2 separate regions of the Xenopus laevis genome follow, and region 1 is linked to region 2. A link is a contact called in public Hi-C data. All regions are on one chromosome and are shown on one strand. The core of a region is the stretch at or near the end of the contact, and the rest is flanking DNA. Distances in the headings are between cores, read along the strand shown.

What was found. Hi-C and Micro-C count contacts between places; a contact is called where the count stands out from the background.
Region 1: a Hi-C map of animal cap shows a contact between it and region 2, with 6 times the contacts expected there. The contact joins two enhancer-like sites. A contact is called at or near these places in 3 of 4 Hi-C or Micro-C datasets (the XL177 cell line, the XTC cell line and animal cap).

Annotation. Positions count from the first base shown.
Region 1 is chr4S:71,184,134-71,190,211 of Xenopus_laevis_v10.1, reverse strand. No RefSeq gene overlaps it. Among protein-coding and RNA genes, the nearest start is that of best4.S, 6.5 kb to the left of the region's middle. Within about 2 kb of position 2,716, at least 1 of the 7 cell types and tissues checked has an H3K27ac peak or open chromatin away from gene starts, as enhancers often do.
Region 2 is chr4S:71,060,336-71,066,495 of Xenopus_laevis_v10.1, reverse strand. No RefSeq gene overlaps it. Among protein-coding and RNA genes, the nearest start is that of btbd19.S, 41 kb to the left of the region's middle. Within about 2 kb of position 2,260, at least 1 of the 7 cell types and tissues checked has an H3K27ac peak or open chromatin away from gene starts, as enhancers often do.

The DNA.
Region 1 (6,078 bases), core at 1,467-3,966, 120 kb before region 2:
AGATCGTACAGTAAATAAGGAATCAAATATTTGAATTATTGGATTGCCAGAAAGTTCATGGGAAAAAATCAGATTCTTAAGGGTCACAATGATGAAAGAAAGACTTTTATTTACAGACAGTTCAAGTTTTTCTTTGCTGATACTAAGGTATGAGTGATCCAAGTAAGGCCAATGTAGTGACACTGGGTCAAATAATTTAGAGGGTACTGGGCCCAAAGTTGGGGTAATACTATAATTTTGATTTACTGAAGAAGGGGGAGGGGGGATTACAGATCATTGTATTATACCATGAGCCCTCAGTGATATTGTCTCCACCCCACTGTTCCTATTTGTTCATCTGAAGAAAACGTACAGACAAAAAAGTAATTAATAATTGTTATTATCTTTCACATAAGCTATATTACTACTCTAGATATTGCCTTGCCCTGTATTTGTGTATTACTTGTGTTTGTGTTTTACTTGTATTATTAGATATGAGATTAACTATATTTCTACATATTTCCCAGGACTTCTAATGCTATATTTAGTTCATTGCTTTAGTTTATAGCTGGTCACCCGCACTGTACATGAGTAGTAAATCTTTCTCTGGTCTCCTGAGGGTTCTGAGAAGACAGATTAAGCTTTTATTATGAGGAAGTTGGTGGCAGTTTATTCTCTGAGATTGTTCCTCTTTTAGAAACTCCCACGCAAATTTGCACACCTCTGAATTGGACTCTTCCTGGGAGTTAGGGAAATCAGGGATCACACATATACTAATAACCTCAGTAATTACACAATATAATATGCAATTTACAGTTGGTCAAAGACATATTCTGGCCATGGGACACCCTCTGAATCTAGGGGACTAGGGAAAATGCCTTTCTGTCTTGCCTTTTCTCTGTAACAAAAATAATGGGCAATGGAAACATCTGCCATGACTTAGAACCACTTTTGGTTAGTGTTTTAGAGTGATTATTAGAGGGTTGTACCACGTTAGCAATTAAAAGGTAGGTAAACATTGATCAATGCACATTCCCTGGTCCCCTGTCTCATAAGTAATCTTGTATCTATTCAAGTTTATGATCATAAAATTGTTAAGCCACCATAACACGTCAAGGTTAACCCCATATGCTTGTAGTTATTTGGGCCAGATCAGTAGCACCTCCATTGTATTCATATATTTTTACTTAGCCTTAGAGTGCTTCCACATACCCTCTTTTTGCATTAAAAGGTAGTTAAGTGTGGAGATTACACTTTTATCGCTAGGTGAAATTGCAGTCATTTTGGCCATTCTATTTACCTGCATACAATGTCTATATGACAGAACTAAAAAAGCAAACATATCTTTTTATTCATCTGTGATACTGCAGATTGCATTAATATTTCTTGCTCTATTAACATAAGAAAAATACTCACCTCCATTATCTGCATCCTTAAGAATTGATTATCAACCTTGCCACCCATTCTCTGGATATTGCTCTACGCGGCATCATCTTACAAAAATGACCTCCACCCAGGGCCACCTCTGGTAACTTTAAGAGGCAAATTTCCATTTTTTAACACAGAAATTTGGCTCTGCTAGTGCAGCAAGCGCAATAGCACTCACTACACTTGCGATGCAACCCCTCCTGGACCCACTCTGACCCTAAAAGTTCAGAGCGAGAGGGGGGCAGCATTGGGGCTGCTGCCTCACCAATAGCATTTACTGGCTTAAGATTGTCGGTTATGTCTTACAGTCAGTAGATGATACTTTGGCAAGTTTTGAGTAATACCATAGGATAATTTATGATTGGAATGCTGGGCATACACAGGTACAATCCACCATGTTTTTGCACTTTGTACCAGGTCTTCCAGCCTAGATGAATAACCATTTTGGCACATTGATGTCGCACCCCATAACTATCCGCTAATTTGTTTATCATTGGTGCGTTGGCTCTGCAGAAGGCAACCAGTCCCAGAGCAGAAATGTCTGTCTCTTTCTCTTACTTGACCAGTTGCTGGCTTCCTCTGGTTCTGGAGTCAGATACAGGAATTATTATTGAAGCATGCCCAGAATTACCACTGATGCAATGTGTGGGTACATTTTAAGGGACTCACGTGGTAAAAAGAGAGTTGGAAATATAGGAAAAGTTTGGCTTTTCTTGGTCAATTAACATTTCTTTGGGGTGGGGGGGAGATGGTTTGACTTTTGCTCCGCCACTGTTTGGAAGGCACTCTGTATGGTCTATGCAAGTCACATGCTCTCCAGAAAGGAAGAAGAGATATATCAATGGCAAACAAAAAAAAAATACTAGCTTTAGCCTGGCACAGGATGAAAAGCCACCTGTTGTGCTGGCTTTTGATCTAGATTGCCTTGAGACTACAGACTAAAGTAAAAGCACATTATGGCCTTCATACTTATATAAGTCCCCATCACCTATAACACTTTCTGAGTTTTTAAAATAACAGAAGAACTTTGGGTGGAAACGCCAATCACAATTAAATTTGCCTTAGACAATATATTTTTAAAAATGTTGGCAAGCAATTATTTATGGAACTCCATGTTAAACATCTTAGGCCTGGAACACCATCCCATAACCTAATGTGTCTGCTTTTATCTATGTATAAGTAAGAAATTGCTTAAATAAAAATATCAATTAATCAACAAAAGTCTACTGCAGGTGGAAACGTTTCCACTAGGTGGCACTACAACACAAGCTAGTCAGAGCTTCTTTGTTTAGAGCTGTCAACTCTCCCATATTTAAACACGAGGCTTAAGTGGAGCAAGGGTCATAGTTTAATTGCTTGTGTTTTCAAATGCAAGGAGTCTGACTGGTAAAATGAGAGAGCTGGAGGTGCTGGTGCTTGAGGGAAAATATGATGTGATTGGTGTGGCTAAAACATGGCTCTGAATGAGTTGCATTGTTGGGCAGTTAATATATCAGCAACTATACTTTGCTTCGGAGGGACAATAGAAAAGAAGTAGGGGTATGTCTGTTAGTTATGCGGGATTTAAAAGCAAATATAAAGGAGGAGGTGATGTTAAAAAAATAAGGGAGGTGAAGTCTTATGGATGGAGCTCTTCACTGATTGTAAAAAGTCCAGCAAATTAATTATAGGAGTATACTATAGACTCCCTAATTTGAGTATATTAACAGTAAAAACAAATTTTGTCCTAGTGAATGGCATTATGAGCAGCAACCAGCATGGCTTTATGAAGGATAGGTCATGTCAGACAAATTTGATTGCTTTTTATAAAGAGGAAATTAAGATGCTGGACAGTGGGGGAGCAGTAGATGTGATCTATTTAAATTTTGCCAAAGCATTTGATACCGTGCCCCAAAACAACTGCTTGAGTGTGGTTATTAATGGTATATGCACTACTTGGAGAAAGATTTTTTTGTGGTGTGTGTCCCTCAGGGCTCAGTATTGGGTCCACTTTTTTTTAACTCGTTCATTAATAACTTAGGGGAGGGTATTGTAAGTAATGTATCAGTGTTTGCAGATGACACAATACAATGCAACCTAATTAATTCCATCCAGGATGTGGCATCCTTGCAACAGGATCTTGACAAACTGGCAATCTGGGCAGCTAAGTGGCAAATGAGATTCAATGTTGATAAATGTAAAGTCATGCACCTGGGATGTAAAAATATGCAAGACACATATAATGGGACTGCACTAGGTTGTAGCTGTACTGGCTGTAGTAAGCAATGCTACAGCAGTTGTAAGGGCAAACAAGGTCTTGTACTGTATTAAAAGGGGCATAGAGTCACAGGAGGAGGGGTTCACTCTTCCACTGTATAGAGCACTGGTAAGGCCCATCTAGAATATGCCATACAGTTTTGGTCTCCAGATCTCAAACTGGACATTATTAACTATGTATAAATATATAAGTAGGTCTTTCCAGCTGACACGTGGGCATCCATTCTGAAGAAGAAAGGAGGTTCCATCTAAATATTCGGAAGGTGTTTTTACAGTGTGAGAGCTGTGAAGATGTGGAATTCTCTCTGAATCAGTTGTACAGGCTGATACATTAGATAGCTTTAAGAAGGGGTTTGATTGCTTTTTAACAAGTGAGGGAATACAGGGTTATGGGAGATAACTCATAGTACAAGTTGATCCAGGGACTGGTCCAATTGCCATTTTGGAGTCAGGAAGGAATTTTTCCTCTGAGGCAAATTGAAGTGGCTTCAATTTAGATTTTTTGCTTCCTCTGGATCAACTAGCAGTTAGGCATGTAAGACCTTAAAGGTTGAACTTGATGGACGTGTGTCTTTTTTCAAACTAATTTCAACCTAATTTACTATGTTACTATGTAACTTTCTATGGTTAGGGCATAATTTGTCATAGTTGGCGTATGTTTATTAATGGTTGAAATTTCCCGGAAACTGATATCTGTAATTTATAGCACAGGGTTTGTTGTGCATGTGTGAAAGGCAGGGAAAAGGATCTAATTTTCTCTGAACAGGAAAAAGCACAGCACATGTAGGATTTCCCATGAGACTGAGTAGAAGCTGCCATTTTTTTCTCATAGTCCAGAGCTGAACTGGTGGCCCATTGGATGCATTCTAGAAAAAGAAAAAAAGAAAAAAACAGACAGCCTGTAGATGCATTTCCTGCTGATCACAGCCTTTAAATACCTCAGGTTTCTTAATTTAATAATGAAATATTGAAAATATTGCATAAGGGTACTTTCCAATCCAGGGAATTTACAGAAAACATGTCTACTTTTTCCTATCACTTAGAATATCCATGCAAAATAATATTACTTTATGCAAGGTAAAAGTGAGTTGGGGGACCTGTGTTGATTTGAGAATTATTCTGCATTATTTTGTATTATTATAATATATGTTTAGGGGTCACTGTGGTGCATTTTTGGGGACATTGTGATGTTAATTTAATATAACTTGTTCAGTTTTCCCTGCACTGGAATGCAGATATTGGAGACTGACTGCATATCCGGCCACTGTATGCACATATCTGGATATAGCTATACAAAGACTGGAGACACTGCACAAAAACACTGACTGAACTCAGCAAAAGCAGTTGAATGGACTCACAAAAAAGGAGCAAAGGTCCAAGGAAAATATTTTGTAAGTGTGAAAGGGGATAGAAAAACATAGAATTAGCAGGAAAAGTATAAAGGAAAATGGCAGTTGAAAAGAAGAGAATGAATGATATGTAGGACAGCAAAGGGGAAAGAAGGATAGGGCAGACAAGAGAAGAAAAGACAAGAAAAAAACAAAAAAGGTCACAGGGATCCTGTCATGATTTTTATGGTGTCGTTTTTATTTCAAAATTACACGGTTTACATTACAAATGATTCACTCTATCATTTAAACTTTTATTCTTAAACCCCTAAATGTATTTTAAGCTGTGATATTGGTGTGTAGGCAGGCATCTCAGGTCATTGTGCCTGATTCTGAATTGTCAGAATGAGCAAATACTTAATGAAAATACTTTCAGATATGCTATTGTTTCTGCTTCTAGGTGTAACTGGAGGAATTGTGGTGGGGATTGGACATTTTAATATTGGACACTGTTCTCACATCTACCATTAAGTTGGGCATGGGAGAATTTTTAGCAGTGCAGGTGTCAGGCTGTTCCCCCTTCTCATTGTTGTGTTGATAGGCTGCTGGGGGAAAGGGGGTATCACTCCAACTTGCAGTGCAGCAGTAAAGAGTGACTAAAGTTTATCAGTCACATAACTGAGGGTACCTGAAAAAATTGCCCCATGTCAGATTTCAAGAGGGGTTGTTAACCTTCCAAACACGTTTTCTAGTTGACTTGTTTTCAGATTGTTCACCATAAGCAAATACTTTTTTTCAATTGCATTCCATCTTTTATTTATTTATTTATTTTTTATTTTTTAACTGTTTTCCCCAAATTTAGATTTAAAGTTAATGTTCGTGTCGCTAGTGTTTCAGTTTGGCAGCTCAGTGATCCAGGAGCATTCTGAACTGTTACAATTTGCCACATTAGTTGATACTATTAATTGATACATTTCTCAGCAGTATCTGTGGAATATTAGTAACTATTGTATCAATTCTAACAGCTGCCTTTAATGGAACTCAAGGATTCTTCTCAGCATGGCCAGAGATAACAAATGTATCAACT
Region 2 (6,160 bases), core at 1,011-3,510:
CAACTCAGTATGGAACAAAGGTGGCAATTGAATAACAAGTGGGAAATGTCCCTTTCCACTTGACGTAAGGTATGTATATTTTTTTTAATTCTTTCTTTGCCTAAGAATAAGTTCAGCAGTATTTTCATACCAAGAAATTTCTTGAATATATGACACTAAACTTTGAGGAATTTTGAGCAATCTATAGCTCTGGATGTACAAGAGCCATCATCAACTGTGTTGTCCTAACAGAAGGACTTTGCAGACATCTGTTGTGAAGTCAGCAGTTATCTGCAAGCCTCTGTCATGTGAGCAGTGTATCATAGTACAATAAGAGCAAATGTTTGGGTGGGGGGAAAATACGCAGTGAGAAAAACCACTGACAGCAAGATATAAGCAAAGAGAGGCCCCTTCCTAATAAGGGAAAAAGATTTGCAGTCTCACTACCAGTTCAAAACAAGCCTTTTCATTTATAGGGATGGTATATATTAACAGCTGATAAAAAAATTGTTATCCGTGTTTCATCACATAGAAGTGTTTCTCTGACATTAAACAAAGCAAAGGGAAAGAATGACAACAACACTAAAATTGTATTCTGTCAGTGAAATCCCATAACTTTATTTGAAACTAACTCATAGCTTTCAACTCTCTTTCAACTGTACACTTTAAAGTGAAAAGTTTATTTTTTACAACTTTATTTTCTAATGTTTTAAAGAGATCAAAATGTAATTCTGAAAATTAGACACTGCCTATGGGTAGTTTAAAAAAAATGTTGAGAAAGCTACATTTGTGCAAAATTTTTAGAATTTTATTAAATACAGCCTTTTCATCATCAGGACCTGAGCAATGGGAATTGGCGCATGGGAAATTTAAAAAACTATTGTATCTCCAGCGCATCCCCAGTGTTTTTGAACCAATGTGGGTGTGGTTGGGCAGCATGCCACCCCCCTAAAATCCTGCCGCCCTGTGCCCGGGCCTAGGTGGCCTTTCCACAAATCCGGGCCTGGCCGTGCCGTTCAGGCAGGGCTAAAAATCCAGTTGGATAAGTGGCCGGACCTGTTCTTTGATGCGGTCCCGTGATCCAACCACTCATATTCCTTTGATTATGATCCAATCGTTGGGCCCTAGGGCCTACGATCGGATCAGCCCAATATCGCCCACCTCAATGAGGTTATTTCTGGGAGAGATCCGTTTGGCAAAATCTCTGTGTATGGCCACCTTTAGTCTTTGCCATGATATCACCTTAGAAGTATAAAGTACTAATACATTTCACAGAGCTTGCTAATCATTCATACCAGTCTCTTACAGTTTAAGGTACCACACACCTGGCTTTATGTTCCTGAACTGTTGGAGGAAATCCACACATACACAGGGACAAAATAGACACTCCTTGAAGACTTTGTACTGGTTAGAATTGAACTCAGGACCCCAGCACTTAAAGGCAGCAGTTCTTTCCAATAAGCCTCAATACCTTCTGATTTTGAGAGAAACATTGCCTATAGCAGGAGCAAAAATAGAAAAGCTTCCTTTTTTCAGTTGTTACACTTATTTTATACACATTTTCTTTTGGATTATATTATTGATGCAAATAGTATCTGCTTCCTTTTTGGTCCTGCTCCTACTCCAGTTCAGAAGCAATTGCTGTTGCCTTGGCATGTAAATGGTTTAAAAAAAAAAATGTGAAAGTAACAAAAGCAAATGATTTCAGATTACTGAATTTATCCTGTCAGTTGGAGATTCATCAAGTCATCAGGTTTAGGTGGTCTTATCATTTTTTATATCTAGCCTCGCGGGATTGAACATTTGCTCGCATTCTTCTGCAAATTAGAAATAGTCAGTCCATTTTTGTAGGACTGATATTAAAATTAGCATATGTATACATCAACTTTACAATAGTTTTTTCTAATTTGTTGACTTAAATCTGGTGCTTCAAGGTGAGGAATTTGCAAAGTGTACAGACATCTTAACTCTAACCCCCCTCCAAGTTTTTTGTCTTCCCCTCAGTAACCTTTCTATTTGTTTTTCAAATGTGTGCATTTCTTTTTTACTTTGTGCTACCATACAATAACCACCATTCTATAAAATGCAGTGCTTGCCACTGTTTCTTTTCCTAATCCAGGAAGTTCCCATATCTCTATGTGCTTTTGGGCTTGGTTATTTATAAGCAGAACAAATATCCCATGGTTGCATTCTCTGCCTCACATTGCCCCCTGCTTCCTTCCCATGTGGCTTCTGGAATGCATGATCTGTCTGACACAAAGAGTGCTTCGCTCCACAGCCTGTTTATCTCCCACTCAGAAAACCTCCTCCTAGGAAGTACTGATGCATGGCTAACTGCTTCATACTCTGCGATCCCCTGCTGTGCTCTCCGTTGGGGGCTTCCACATTTCTTGTATGCTTGGATTCGATAACATGGGTGATGTAACCCTAACAATTCATCTTTTTTTATTTCTTAGAACTTATACTCATGAGTGTTTTCTTATGGTGCCATATGCGTTTATTTGCTCCCATTCAACCCTCTGGGTCTACAGGAATAGATCCCTGAATTCTCCATAGGTCTTCTTCCTTGTTGGGAGACATGAGATCTATATACAGGTGTTGCCATGTGGTGGAACGCATTGGAATGTATCTCACAGAGACTGCATATTAAACTGCCCTTTGGTGCAGATCCCTAGGCAATCAGTGTCCCGTTCTGCAAATGAGTAGTGCTTCTTAACTGGTAACATTCTATTATGACACCATCCATCAGTGGGAAGACCCACACCCACCCGTGGCTACTAAGGCCCAAAGCAAAATCAGCACAGCCCCACAAACCTTCTAGAAAATGCTCTATTATAAATACACATCATTAAATTCCAGACTCGATTGGTTGCCATCTGCTGGTTCTATTTTCACTTTTTCTATCCTACTAAATATCCAGTGAATTAGTTTAACCATAAGGCCCATTGTCATGCACTTGAGCAGAATGTGCCGGACACTAGTAGTTATAGGCAGAATTCAGCTAGCAAAAGTGTATTTCATTGTTTTGGGGGCAAAATACATTGAAGTACAGACAGACATGATCAGGCTCCTTCTCTGTCGGTTGAAAAACACAGGTGGAGAACGCTTCCTCTGTGCCACGGGTCTAAATATAGAGTGATGAATTCCCAACTAAGTTATTGCTAGTTCTCTTTATCTATAAAGACATATAATATAAGTTTATTTCTGGCAGATGGATAATGTATTAATGTAGTTTGAGCTTTTTTCTAATAATAAATACATATACATATGAGGACCTTGGGATCAGAGCCAGTAGATTATTAGTAGTGAGGATCAAGTTAAATATATGATCTCCTTGTTTGTCACAGACTCTTTTTGTCTCTTTAGATAAACCGTGATGTGATCTTATCGGAACCGTTGTATGACATAAATTCCTAAGGGATTAATAGCCATTTAAAAAGATAAAACACAAATATGTTATCAGGTGTTCAAATAGAAACAAAATATATTCCTACCATTCACACAAATGACTCCCAGGAGATAATGGAAAATGTAATCAGTAGGAACAAACAGTAGCACACCCAAGACCTTGAGCTCCCTGTGATGGTTACCTGCAGCCCTGCCAACCTTTTCCCCAGAAACTGTGACACGAGCAGTTATGTGCCAGGCAAAGTCAGCATACAATCAAAACAAGAACTGCTTGACTTTTAATGGAGAAAAATTAATTATTACATGAGGCTCTTAGACTGCACACATACATGTACATAGCTAATTTAAAGGGACTGTGCACCTTAAGGGTAAGGGCACACGTGGTGCTTCGTATTCTGAAGTCGCCCGAAGTTGCCTGCGGGGAAACTTTAGGCGACTCGGAATACGAAGCGCCGCGTGTGCCATGCCGCAGGCGACTTTTCATTATAGCCGGCGCAAGACAGAGGGAAGGTGTTCGGGAGATTAGTCGCCGCAAAGACGAGGCGATTAGTTGCCAGGCGACTAAATCTCCCCGAATCACCAGGTGTGCCCTTACCCTTACATTAACTTTTAGTATGATGTAGTGAGTGATATTCTGAGACAATCTGCAGTTGGTTTACATTTTTTATTATTTGTTGTCTGTGTTATGTATCTTTTTTTTGGCACCTCTTTTGTTTGCAGTTTCAGATAGCTGGTTGCTAGGGTCCAAATTACCCTAGCATCCATGCATTGATTTGAATAAGAGATTGGAATTTGAATTGGAGCATTTGTTTTAAGAAGGTTACAGTGACCCCCATATAGAAGCTGGAAAGCTGGAGTCAGAAAAAGAAGGAAAATAATTATAAAAACTATAAATAAAAAAAAAAGGAAAGCCAATTAAAAAGTTATTATAAATTAGCCATTTTATAACATACTAAAAGATAAAGACTTAAAGGTGAACCACCCCTTTACTGTATACATTTACAAAGCTAGAGAGATAATAAAGACATTTTGTGGAATGACTTTTCCGACTGATGTGGTTATTTCAGGAAGAACCATGGCAGTCAAAACACATTTCATTATGGTTATTCTACCTTGTTGCAGCCCATGTTTGTCAAAGACAAAGTAAACTTTATTGTCATCTCAGCAGTATACGAATACACAGTGAGACGAGACGATGTGGCTCCAGCTAGTACATATCACAAAAAGGCACTTAAAATACACAATAAATATGTAAACATTTGAAATGTGCAATATATTGGCAGAAATTGGATATATACATGTGTAAACCTTTAGAATTGTGCAAATAAATTAACAGTTCACAAAGTTAAGTTCACAGTTCAGATGTGTGTGGATATATAGTGAATAAAGTACCCCCTCTTGTAAAATATAAGGATATTATAAGTTACCGAGGAGTTTCATGACCATATAAAAACACGAGGCCGAAGGCCGAGTGTTTTTATACAGGTCATGGAACTCCGAGGTAACTTCTAATATCCTCATATTTTGCAACTGGGGGTACTTTATTTATTATAATACACAAGTTTCAGTGAGTCATGTGACAGAAATGACATCAGATCTCACCGTTTATAACTGATGACATCAGAACTCACCGTTTATAAGGATATAATTTACAGGATATTCATGGCTTTTGTGTATTATATAGCGTATACTGATTTGGGGGTCCTATGCTGGGTAGTTTGTGAATACTTGCAGTATTACAGATGAAGAAGTGACAGGTTTTGGCAGTGACATTAATATGATTAGAAAAAGATAGGGACTGGTCCAAAATAACCCCAGGCAGTGTGCCAAATCAACAGGGTTTATGGTCATATATCATAAATACGGATTCCTTGGACATGTTATATTAGGATAAATAAAAACATTATTTATTAATAAATATAATTTGAATGTCAGCTCCGACTTGGCTCATTAATTCATTACTACTGACGCGTTTCGTGTCACATGTCACGTCCTCATAGTATAGTATGAGGAATATAACGTGTCCAAGGAATCTGTATTTATGATGATGTGAAAAAGTTCCACTGCCAGGGAACAGGAATTGGACTCGTGATTGTCTGGAACCAATTGGGAAAGCTCCACACGGGTGAGAGAGCTTTTATGGTCATATATATATATATATATATATATATATATATATATATATATATATATATATATATATATATATACCACCACCTAGGGCTTTATGAAGTGAAAAAAAACAAATTTATTCTCAACGTTTCGGCTCTAGAACTCGAGCCGTCCTGAGTCTCCTGAGGACGGCTCGAGTTCTAGCGCTGAAACGTTGAGAATAAATTAGTTTTTTTTCACTTCATAAAGCCCTGGGCGGTGCGGTTTTTTCAAATTGCCTAATATTATGTTCATCTGAACCTGCACACAGTCATTGATTTGTTTTTTGCTGAGTGCACCAACCGAGGTTGCGGTATATATATATATATATATATATATATATATATATATATATATATATATATATATATATATATATATATAGGTAACCTATGGGCCCCCTAGGCTACATTACGGCCACAGGTCTGCTTCCTCTATAATTACACCATATATATATATATATATATATATATATATATATATATAGATATAGATATAGATATAGATATAGGTATATATATATATGGTGTAATTATAGAGGAAGCAGACCTGTGGCCGTAATGTAGCCTTGATTTACTTCCCCTTTATAGGGGACCCATAGGTTACCTGCGGTGCACATGAA